Linked DNA regions of Sus scrofa: region 1 is linked to region 2. The links are chromatin contacts, called in public Hi-C maps. All regions are on one chromosome and are shown on one strand. The core of a region is the stretch at or near the end of the contact, and the rest is flanking DNA. Distances in the headings are between cores, read along the strand shown.

Region 1 (6,278 bases), core at 2,314-4,813, 210 kb before region 2:
GCGTAGGCCGGTGGCTACAGCTCCGATTTGACCCCTAGCCTGGGAAGCTCCATATGCCGTGGGTGCAGCCCAAGAAATGGCAAACAGACAAAAAAAAAAAAAAAAAAAAAAAAAATTTTTAAGCTCAGACCACACAACACAGGCAGAAAGAACAGTGCTCGGTTCACAGGCTACAGTTTGCTAACTCAGTCTATCAACTTCTTGAAAACAGCTCCTACTTTTCAGTAGATTAAAAATCTTTTGACATCTCTTTCTGCTGTACTCCTCCACAAATCCAGTATCTACATACTGATGATTCTTTAGAAACTAAAACCTTAAAGTTCCTTTATCCCACAAATTATAACAACTTTCATCCAGTACCTCACCTCAAAGACTTCTAACTTAAATTCATGACCTCTACCACTATTACCTCTAAAATGCTTCACCATCCTAAACATACCCTTTGCTCTAATTTTTCTATCATCCTATTTGGCTATCACTTTAGACATTACTTTGGATATTGTTTTTAGCTATTGCAAAGATTCTCCTCTTTAGCAATTATCATTTATTCCATTCATTTTCTCCAACCAAATACAATTCAATGTCAATCTCCAGCTCTGAAAAAAAAGTCAACTCTTTTCTATGTTCTGGCTAAGATTGACAATAAAATATTTCCAAACTAGGCAATAATGGAGTTCCCATTGTGGCTCAGTGGAAACAAATCTGAGGACACAGGTTTGATTCCTGGCCTTATTCAGTGGGTTAAGGATCTGGTGTTGCTGTGAGCTGGGGTGTAGGTCGCAGATGCGGCTTGGATTTGGCATTGCTGTGGCCATGGCGTAGGCTAGTGGCTGTAGCCCCAATTCGACCCCTAGCCTGGGAACTGCGATATGCCGTGGGTGCCCTAAAAAACAAACAAAACTAGGCAATAATGTTATTCAGTCATATCTGTGCCTTTCTCTTATCAGTAATCCTTTTCATCAATCTCTAAATGGCATTCATCCACCAGCCTACCTCCACTCATTTCTATACTACTCCAGTAACTTTCTACTGCTTCTCACTTCAAGAATGACCAGTCTGTGGGCCCTCCAAGCACTTACCAATCTTTGCCCTGTCTTGGACAGTTTCTTCAGTCCCCCTTCCAGTATTTACTTCACTTTCAAAACCCTGAGTCTTCCCCTCTCATATATGATGGCCTAGCCTCCTAACTGAAAACATTTAGGAGTACCTACTCTATCCCAGAAAAACTCAAAGTCCTTTTTGCCCACTGAATAGTATCTCTTCAATTTTGATAGCACTCTGCCAGAATTTCTCTGACATTTATTACACTGTATTATAACTGCAGATCTCTATTCCCTCCAAAGGATAAGATATTTTTTAGTGATGAACTGTATGGATTTTATCTTCAATTTCTCACCATTCCACGGCAGTCCTATACTTAGTAACTGATAAATACTCTAGCATCTGTCTTCCCCTTGGTGTATTACAGCCATCTTACCAACATTCTCTCCAAGGAAACAGGTAAGGGGCATTTACATCCCACGGATTCTCAGCTGTTCATAGTTTTGGTCTTACCCTAGGAAAAACCAATTTACACTTACATAGTCCTCCCTTTCCTCTGTCTGCTCTGAAAATCAAGTATAAAGACACTACGAAAATGCCAAGTTTGGCTAATTTAGAAGCATTTTTACAAGGAGCTGGTAAAGGATTTCAGAGGAGGATTTTTTTCTTATTCCTTGATCTTTGGTGAATTATCCTTTATTATCCAAAAAAGGAAACAAGGCAGATTGGGCTGTTTTATCTAAACTCCATAATATAGATGTAAGTATGTCCTATAAAAGAAACATCAAGACAAAAATATATCCTTTCAAGATAAAGCTTTATATTGCAAGACATTCTTATACATTTATTGAAAATAAACTTGGCGGTTCCCTAATATCAACAACTTTATAGAGTTGTCTGTATTCCGAAAAGGTTCCTATAAATTTGAGGATCATGCCTGTCCAATGATACATAACCATCAGGAAGATTTGCAAAGTTATCTGAACAATTTAATGTTTATTTGTAGGGCTTTTCTGTTTTATTGCTCTTGAGACACACAAAATCTATTCCCCAAATCCAGTAGACTTAGGTTTTAATCTGCTTCCAGAAACAGAATGCACTTACTTTTTATCCAATATTTTAACTGCTTCATCACAATATTACTTTATTATAACTATTACAATGGACCAATTTCCAAAAAAAAAAAAAAAAAAACCCTAAGATGTTACTAAACCTCACATTTCAAAACTTTTAGGACTGAGACATTTTAAAATGAGTTACCAGAACCACATACTTTTTCAAGATACCTTGAGTAGCCAAGTGAAGGTTAACGACCAATTTAAATCATTCGAAGTCTGTACATCTATACACCGAAGAACAACTTGATTTAAAAATTATCAGGTTGTTATTTTTGAGCTCACCTCCCCATCTGACGAAATATAAGCTTCTAGATGTGACTGGCTACCGAAACTCAATGCAAAGAACTCAGAACTTTGCGGAAACTAGGCGTCTACATATCTAAGGTTAAGAAAATCATTCCAAACCGTCTTCCAGGCAAAACCACAAAGTGAAGGCCACCCTTTCTACAGAGCCCAAAGGAAAAATTAAAATCTCTAACAGTCCAATTTGCTTTTAGAAAACGGCCTGAATTTAAATTAAGCTCAGGCATTACTACAGCGAAGCCAGCCAATCGTCAACTTCCGAGAATGACGCGGAAGTCCTGAGGCAATGGCACCTCCAGAAGTGAAGTAGAAACCCCTCCCTTTCTCCCCTGAGCTTCAAACTGTCACCACACCCCTACTCACGGACGAACTCCGCAGTGCTAATCAACGGGGACGACGCTAAACTACCAGTAAGGCAGGGTCCTTACTGCTCCACTCGGGACCAACTCAGGGCCGCCTCACACGTGTGTCAGGCCTAGGGCTACCGCCACCGCCTGTCGGCCTTACTCCGCATCTCACGGGCTCCCAAGACTTCCTCGCTCTCAAGGCCCACTTACCTCCTTTACGGAGAGAAACTCAAGCAACGGAAAGACTAGATGCCGATCCAAAAAGTGCGCGATACGAGTAGTCAAGTCGTACTCGGCCATCTTGGCAAGAAAAAAGAAAGTGTGCCCTCGCTTAAACTTTATTGATAGCGCCGACAAACGAACAGACAAGCCCCGAACTGCGCAAATGCACTGGTTAACCGATCCACGGGAAAGGGGCGGGATTCAGAGAGGCCTGGTACTACGCATGTGCTTTGGTTAAAGCCGCCAAAGGAAAGGGGCGGGGTTCAACCGCCGGCGCTCAGAGAACATTGCGCATGCGCGAGGTCTTAGCTTCCCTCCTGCCTTCCCCTCCTCCCTCTGCGCAGTTCCGGACGGATCAGAGCGCGAAAAGATTGCTTCTTGAAAGTTTGTCAAACTCCTGCAATGTGTTCAGCTAACCGGTACTGAAGACTTAGAATTGACTGCTGAGGCAATGTCTTTGTATTGGAGATGTGGCACGGGATAAGATCATGAGGTCTCTGCTCTTCTGAAAGTTACATACAGGGAGGAATAGCTGAACTTGTATTTGGCATATAGTTACGGTTTTGTGTGTTAAAGCGGGACGGGTTTCTGGACAAAAAGCAAATGAAGTAATTACAGATTATAGTAAGATCCATAACTTGTCGTAGGTGGAGGATGCTGGTTGGGACTTTTTTATTAGGAAATTTAGAATGTAAAATAAAATTCACTGTTTTATGGCAAGATAAAAATTTAAACATTAAAAAGTTATCTGACCTTTGGCCTTCTTTCTCCTGCTACTGTGCATTGTATGCCTGCATTATGCATCAACTAAACCTCTCCCATCGGCAGGATACCAGCCCAAGCATAAAAAACAATATTTTCCTAGCATCAATAGGACAATTCCTTAAAAGATAACATTCCTTCTCAATTTTGAAAGGGGTCACATGACCCACGAGAATGATGCTTAGATCTGGATTATATAAACTGTCAATAATACATCATTTGATGTTACAGCCCTGTCTCAAAAAATTTACATAACTGTGCCTTGATTTCTAACCAGTGAAACAGTTCTCAGAGCTTTCTGAGATGCTCCTCCTGGGTTATAATCCCCAAATTTGGCTCGGATAAAGTTTTCCACTTCTTTCTTAGGTCAACTGATTAATTTTCAACAAAAGAAAATTGAGGTATATAATTTAGCTGCGAGTTGTGGTAAGAGAAGCAGGTGACCAAAATTAGAGCCTGGAAAACATGCCTGGTGAAAGGCACAGCAAAGACAAAGGCCATAAGACAGAAAAGGACTTGGTGTGTTTCAAAAACTGAGTATCCTACTGGACTGAAGAGTGGGTTAAAGACATTGAGATAGGTCAGGTCATAATAAGGTAAGGTTTACAGGTTTTATTCTGAGTACTCATCTCCTTTGCTAGTTCCTTGTCATCTCTCAGGCCTCTTCATTTTGGACTGCCTTGGGATCTTGGACCTCTTTGCTATCTAGGCAAATGTCCCAAGTGACCTCATTCAACCTAATGGCTTTAGGTGCAGTCTTCACATTGACAACACCCAAACACAGACTATTGGTCAATAGCAGGTGCCCATATATGCAACATCCTAAACATTAACATGTCCAAATAATGCTCCTTTTTGCACCCTTCTCCACCTCAGTGAATGTCACCTCCATCCATCTGGTTGTTCAGACCCAAAATCTTCAAATCATCTTCGGTTTTTCTCTTTCTCATACTTTACATTGACTCTACCAGCAAATCATCTGGTTCTACCTTTGAAGCAAATCGATGATCTGGCGTTGCCATATGCCATGGTGTAGGTCGCAGACACGGTTTGGATTTGATGTTGCTCTGACTGTGGTTGTGGCCAGAAGCTACAGCTCTGGTTCAACCCCTAGCCTGGGAACCTCCATATGCTGCAGGCGTGGCCCTAAAAAGACAAAAAAAAAAAAAAAAAAAAAAAAAGCAAATCCAGAGCCAATCAATTCATACCACCCACAAAGTTAATTCTTATGCCAAACCACCATTATCTCTTGCTTTGATTTTTGGGATAGCCTCTCCACTAATCACCTTGTTTCCCCTCTTTTCCTCCTGTGGTTTATTCTCCATGCAACAGCCAGACTGTCTTATAAAAGCCAAATTATGCTCAAAACCGTCCACACCTTGTTATCTCAGGGCAAATTGTATAGGTTTTAAAATAGTCTAAAAAGTCCTAGGTCATCTGGACGCATAATCTCTCATACCTCATCTTCTCCATCTTCTCTTTCTCATTCTACCACAGCCCTAAGCAACCACTAATCTACTTTATGCCTCGGTCAATTTTCCTATTCAGGACTTTCATATGAATGGAATAAGAAAATATATGGCCTTTTGTGTCTGAATTTTTTCACTTTACATAATGTTTTCAAGGTCGATCCAAGTTGTAGCATGTATCAGGATGTCATTCATTCTTATGTTTGAATAATATTCTGTTATAAGGATATAGAATATATGATTTATGCATCCATCCACTGATGGACATTTGGATTGTTTCCACTTGTTGGCTGCTATAAATAATGCTGTTAATAAACATTAATGTACTCATTTTTATGTAAAAATATATTTTCAGTTCTCTTGCATCTATATTCAGAGGTAGAAGTGCTGAGTTATATGGTAACTGTGTTTAATCATTTGAGGAACTCCCAGAGTATGCTATAATTTTGCAAGATGTTACCACTGGAGGAAACTGAATAAAGTTACCTTTACTCAGATACATGGGATCTTCCTGTACTATTTCTTACAACAGCAAGTGAACCTATTAATCTCAGAATAAAACTGTAATTTAAAAAATGATTCTTAGACTTTTGAGCTTAACAAAATTGGTTACCTACTGGTGACTAGTAAAAGGGGTGTGTGTGTGAGAGAATGGCAAAGGAATATTTATGAGTCCTAAAATCAGAAATTCTGCTTCAGACAGAATAAGATCCATATTACATATCTAAGTGATGCTATCTGGTATGCAAATGGAGATACTATTCTGGATCAGTTGATAATATTATTAAAAACTTTTTGTGTGTGTAACCTTGTACCAGCTTTTTTTAAGGATTTGGGAGTATGATCTCCGCCATACTGCCATTACAGTATTATTAGGAAAGCAAAGCTGAATTTCCATGAAGCAGAGAATAAATGTAGTATAAGCTGCTATATTGTAGGGGATAGTCTTCGTACCTTCTGAGAGTTGAGAAGTAATAGTTGTAATATGAAGTTTCCTGGAATCCCAGAGACTAAAG
Region 2 (5,870 bases), core at 2,416-4,915:
TTAGATGTTTTGTCACTGACATGCCAGCTTTCTCCTGAGTGTCTGAGGAAAGCACATTTTATTGGACATCTAAAACGTTATAAAACATGGGAGTTCCCATTGTGCCTCAGTGGTTAGTGACCTGACTAGCATCCGTGAGGACGGGGGTTCCATTCCTGGCCTTGCTCAGTGGGTTAAGGATCTGGTGTTGCAGTGAGCTGTGGTGTAGGTCACAGACATGGCTTGGATGCTATGGCTATGGTGTAGGCCGGCAGCCACAGCTCCAATTATACCCTAGCTTGGAAACCTCATGTGCCACAGGTGTGGCCCTAAAAAGACAAAAGACCAAAACAAAAAAAAAAAAGTTATAAAATATGAACAGATAGTCACTTTTCTCACTTCAGAGAGTACAAACATTTTTCCTATAAATATTTCATATTTCACTTATAAAGAAGGTGACTTTTTTCCTGTAACTATTTCATCTCATCTTTCATCTGTGATCTAAACAACTCATCACCTCCATATGAATTTCCATAGTACGTGTCCATTTTATAAATGCCATAAGGTTTACTGAATTTAAGAAGTTGCTTTGTTATGTACTAGTATCAACAACTTGAGCATATTATTTCATTTAAGGGCCTCAGATTAGGAAACATGTACAATGTCCATCAGTGTTTTTCTTTTTCTTTTGTATTTTCTAGGGCATATGGAAGTTCCCAGGCTAGGGGTCTAATCAGAGCTGTAGCTGCCAGCCTACACCACAGCCACAGCAACGCGGGATCCAAGCCGCATCTGTGACCTACACCACAGCTCACGGCAAAGCCAGATCCTTAACCCACTGAACGAGACCAGGGATTGAACTTGCAACTTCATGGTTCCTAGTCAGATTTGTTAACCGCTGAGCCATGACGGGAACTCCAGTATTTTTCAAAAATAGGACACTTTACCACCCCTAGTGGGTCACAACTAATATTTTTTATAAAATAAAATGGAATTGACTCAATTAGAATAGAAAATATAAAGAACAAGACACATTAGAAGGCTAGTTTACAAAATTTTGTTTTGGCTTTAAATATATGAATGCATATGATGTGATGTAAAATGTATTCCTTAATGTGAGTTGCAGGCAAAAAAGTTTGACAAATCTTGTTCTAAAAAATCGAACTGCCTTCTAAGTTTAAAATGAAATTATTCTAGTTTCCAGTTCAAAATTTCTGATATTGACCTCTTTTAACTCAATGTTAATGGTTTATTGCCTGATAGACAAGAGTAGCTAGCTACAAAGACATTTAGTTAAAATGATTAGAAAATATTTCCTACCTCAATTAGTTGTAATTGTTAATACCAATTGTAAATCATTAAAAGACAACCCCTTGGGCTCTTACCCACTCTGGGCAAATGCCAGACCCAAGGCAGAGAGGAGTTTGGCATGTTTTAGAAAAAATATTTGCAGTCTAGTGAAAGAGATAGAAGGGCAGGAAGGAGATGGGGTAAGAAATGTAGGAGGGAGGTGGCCTGAGTAAAGCCCTGCAAACCATGAAAAAGCATTTTAGTGTATATATTTATGCTAGGGAGAGCCATTTGAGAGCTGTAAGCAAAGGACTTTTGTGGGTTGCTGTTGTTGTTTTACAACCAGTAGGACTGCTGCATCGAGAAAGAGATTTTACACAGTAAGAATCAAACTAAGGTGGTTAGGAAGCTATGACAATCATACAGGTGAAAGATGGTTGTGGCCTTGATTAGGCAGTAGCATTGGAGATTAAAAAAATACGAATTTGGGGAAAAGTTCTGGAAGTATAAAACACAGAATTTGCAGATAGACTGGAAAAGTGGGGTTGGTAAAGAAAAGAATCAATTATACACCCTAGAATTTTAGTTTGTGCCACTAGGTGGATGGCTTGATCAGTTGTGATGGGGAAGAGCAAGCAGGGGACGTGCGGCAGAAATCCATAGTTCTGTTAGAGAGATGTTAACTTTGATATACATATTAGGCATCTAAGTGAGTATGTCAAGAAAGCAGAACTGGGCTTCAGGAGAGAATTAAGGACTGCTGGATTTTATCATCAGCACATAAATAGTATTTATACCCGCAGGACTGTTACCTCCATAAGAACATCACGAAGTGTCTTTTAATCTTGATGAAAACTCAAGGTAGATATTTTCTTTCATATCTATATAATTAGCTTCTATGGCCCACACCACAGCTCACAGCAACACCGGATCCTTAACCCACTGAGCAGGGCCAGGGATAGAATCCGAGTCCTCATGGATACTACCAGCGTTTGTTAACCACGGAGCCAGGATGGGAACTCCAGAATATGGGAACTTCTAAGTAGAGGGTTTTTAATTTTTTGAATGGAGAGTTTTAAAATTAGTTAATTAATTTATTGGTGGCACCAGCAGCATACATAAGTGCCCAGGCCAGGCATGGAACTCTAGCCATAGCAGTGACAATGCCAAATCCTTAATCACTAGGCCACTAGGAAACTCCACGAAGGGTTTTTTGTTTTGTTTTTATAAACTGTCTAGTCTGGAGAGAATGATGCTTATCCAGAACTTTATCCAAGTTTATAAATTCATGTCTTTTCTACCCTTAGACAACTTCCCTTGGGCAGGTTCCACCACTGGTAGTTCCTTTTTTAAAAAAAACCCTACTTTGGTTTGGGGATATGACTGTTTTCCTTCTTTCTTATATCTTGATTGCCTCTTCTTCACTGACCCTTACCTATACCTGTTACACAGGGATTTTTAGCCTTCTTTCTTCACTTTACATATTCCCCCTCCACAATATGTTCTCATTGCTTCAAATACTAAATACACCCTTAGACTCTCTAATTTTTTACTTCCACCCCAGATATTTCTCCCTAGCTCTAGGAGACAAAGTCCAAAAATTCCAGAAAGCAATTAGCCTGGAGGCTCTCCCGTGAGATTAAAGAGGAGAGACTGTGGGCCTGTGACCATTTCATTCGTACATACATTCAGTCCTTCATTTATTTACAAGCACTTACATACTGGCTGCTTTTATGCAGTTTCAAATTTAGAGTGGCAGGCAGGCAGTGGTCCAGGATGAGCTTTAACTAAGGGTTTAAGTTGGTAGGAAGCCATTCACGTGAACACCGTAAGTCCTCAGGCCACAGAAGCATTATGTAAAAAAGAATCCTGCTGAGTTCCTCATAGAGATTTAACGAACACTCTGTGAAGTGTTATGATTCTAGCCTAACATTAAAGGAAAGAGAAAGTGAATCCCATCACGAAAGAAGAAAAGTTGGGGACAGGCAAGGGATTCACGCAGCACTTTGCATCGCAGGGGGTCATGACGAGAACAAGGTACTGAGTAGGGAGCAGGAAGAGAATGAATACACTTAACGTAGGAAAAAAAATTAAAAACCTGGAGCGGCACACATTAATGACCTAGCATTTGTTAAAGATTCATGGTAAAAACCCACACCTCACCGCAAGCAGTCTACAGCGGCTCAGCCCTGGCGTCATCACAGTCAGAGCGCGCAGCGCACCGCCCATTTAGCCCCTCCCTCCTTTCCAAAGGCCCCTTCGCAGACCCGCGTGCCAATGCGCGGCGGATCCCTCCCCCTTAGCTCTCTCGACCAATGAGAAATGGTGTCGAAATTTGCCACCGCCCGGTCGCAGGTCACGTGACCTCGTCTCCCCGCCCTCTCACTCCGCTGCCTCCAGGTTCTGAGAAGATGGCGAAGGTCTCGGAGCTTTACGATGTCACTTGGGAAGGTAACTGCGGGCGACGCGGGAGCTGAAAGACCGAAAGCCGTGGGAAGCGGTTCGGGAATATCTGTTGTCCTAAGAGACTTGGATTCTCGGGTCTTTTCGGCACTGGACTGGCCGAGCTGAGGTGGTGTCTGAGGTGGAGTGGAGGCTGACCTCTTCCTTGGCCTGGCCACCGGCTGGAGGTTGCGGTGTTCCCACCGCTTGTGGTTACCGTAGACTGACTGACCGTCCCACTTCCGCGCAGGTCCAGGGGCCCAGGGAAGCTTCCATTATTAGGCGGCAGGGACCTCGGGCTGGGGTTGTCACACAATTCCTGTGGCTGCTGGGGGGCGCGGAGGAGGCGGGGTAGTTGCCTGCTGAAGCGTCTTTGCAGCCGCCAAAATAAAGGGCCTGTAAAGCCTTTTAAGTGCCGTTTAAGGGTTACAACTCTCTGCAGTAAAGGTGTGTTGGAAACGTTTGAACATGGCTGATTCTTCTACATGTTGTTTACATTTCATTCTCTCTTAAAACCTGGGTTTCTGATTTCTCCCCTTTTTAATTATTCCCTGTCCCATTTCTCCTCAAAACACATTTACACACACAACACTACTTCCTTCTTGTTTCTTACTAGTAATTCCTTTTCTGAAGAGGAAAAGAGCTGGTTATTCGGGGCATGTGCTGAAGTATGAAGGACTTTCTTTCCATACTCTAGTTTAATCTGAGATGGAATGTGTTCTTTAAATTTGGAAGCAAACTGGACCAGTTCTCTAAGAGCAGGAATTTTAGTGGGAGGCATGCATGCTTAAGAGAAGAGCCGTGAGTTTCTCTAAGGCATGAAATTTGTGTAATTGAAATGTATATTTCTAAAATTTAACAGTAGACTTTAACAGCTTAATTGTTGGGATATTTAAACAATGACCTGATAACACGTGGACTGATTGTTCAATGGTGAGTAAATCTCTCCAGAGTACAAAGTAGCAAACAATGATGGGAAAAGGAAAAGGTAAAAGTCCTTTACACTGGTACTGAATTCAATGATTTATTATTGGTTTTGTGGCCTCTCCCATACTGTGAACCCACTGTTTCTACCTGTACATTAAAATCATTGTGTTCCGTACTAGATCTCGGGCATATCAATTTAAGTAACACACAGTCCCTGCTTTCAGGGAGTTCACTGTCTAGGAGAAAGACAGACTTGTAAATACGTAGTTTTAAAAGGTGGGTATCAGGATGATAATGTGGTTGATATTTTAATGCTCTTAAAAATGTTTCAAATATTTTATGCTTTTTAGAAAGTGCTATTTTGAAGGTATGTTCAGTATAAGTTTCTTGGATGATAGTATCATGTATAGTCTTAGGCAATGAGTGGATAAATGTGTAACTACCACAGGGTGACCTTACCCTGTGGGAATTCTAAAAATGAGCAACATAATTGAAAGATTTAGATTAATAACTACTTTACAGTTTGTTGAGGAACAAAAGGGAAAACATATGTTAAAGTTCTTTTAAACTAAGTACATATGAAAAGATGATCTGGGGAGTTCCCATTGTGGTGCAACAGAGATGAATCCAACTAGTGTCCATGAGGACGCAGGTTCAATCCCTGGCCTCGCTCGGTGGGTCGGGGTGTAGCGATGCTGTGAGCTGTGGCATAGGTCTGCAGCTGTACCTCTGATTCTACCCCTAGCCTGGGAACTTATATATGTTTTGGTTGTGGCCCTAAAACAAAACAATAAGAATAAAAAGATGATCTGGCTCCTGCCTGTGCCTCCAGCTTTATCTTAAGCTACTCTTCCCCTTATCTATGAGGTGGTTGTACTGGCCTTTATTGAATTCCCTAAATATGCACTGCTCCTTTTGTCTTAGGATTGGACACAAGTTATTCCTTTTGATAATTTTCTTCCCTCTTTGCTCTACTTTTTTTCCCGTTATACTTTATCATTTCTCAGAATTTCCTGCAAAGGTAACATACTTGAGAGAGCTTTTCTTGACCACCCTACCCCCAGCCATTCCCCATCCTTCCACCAAAATTAAAAAAAAAAAAAAAGAAAGACAAAAATACAACAAAAACAGACAAGCAACAAAACTTAACCCTGGTTCTTTAATTGTGTGTCCATACTATTGAAGTACAGTTGTGTTAAGTTTAAAGATTTTGTTTCTCCTAGAGTGCCATG

What was found. Hi-C and Micro-C count contacts between places; a contact is called where the count stands out from the background.
Region 1: a contact with region 2 is called in a Hi-C map of liver, with 9 times the contacts expected there. The contact joins the promoter of EIF3E here to the promoter of EMC2 in region 2. A contact is called at or near these places in 1 of 5 promoter capture datasets (liver), 8 of 47 Hi-C or Micro-C datasets (blood, embryonic fibroblasts, fibroblasts and 4 more) and 2 of 2 datasets of contacts at active chromatin or transcription factors (alveolar macrophages and skeletal muscle).

What each region holds. Positions count from the first base shown.
Region 1 is chr4:29,286,163-29,292,440 of Sscrofa11.1, reverse strand. EIF3E (eukaryotic translation initiation factor 3 subunit E) reads right to left here and starts at 3,563. Exons shown (of 13, transcript XM_021089027.1): 1 at 3,020-3,563. The coding sequence starts at 3,109.
Region 2 is chr4:29,076,840-29,082,709 of Sscrofa11.1, reverse strand. EMC2 (ER membrane protein complex subunit 2) reads left to right here and starts at 3,665. Exons shown (of 13, transcript XR_002343156.1): 1 at 3,665-3,720. LOC110260238 (a long non-coding RNA gene) reads right to left here and starts at 3,493. Exons shown (of 6, transcript XR_002343159.1): 1 at 3,428-3,493.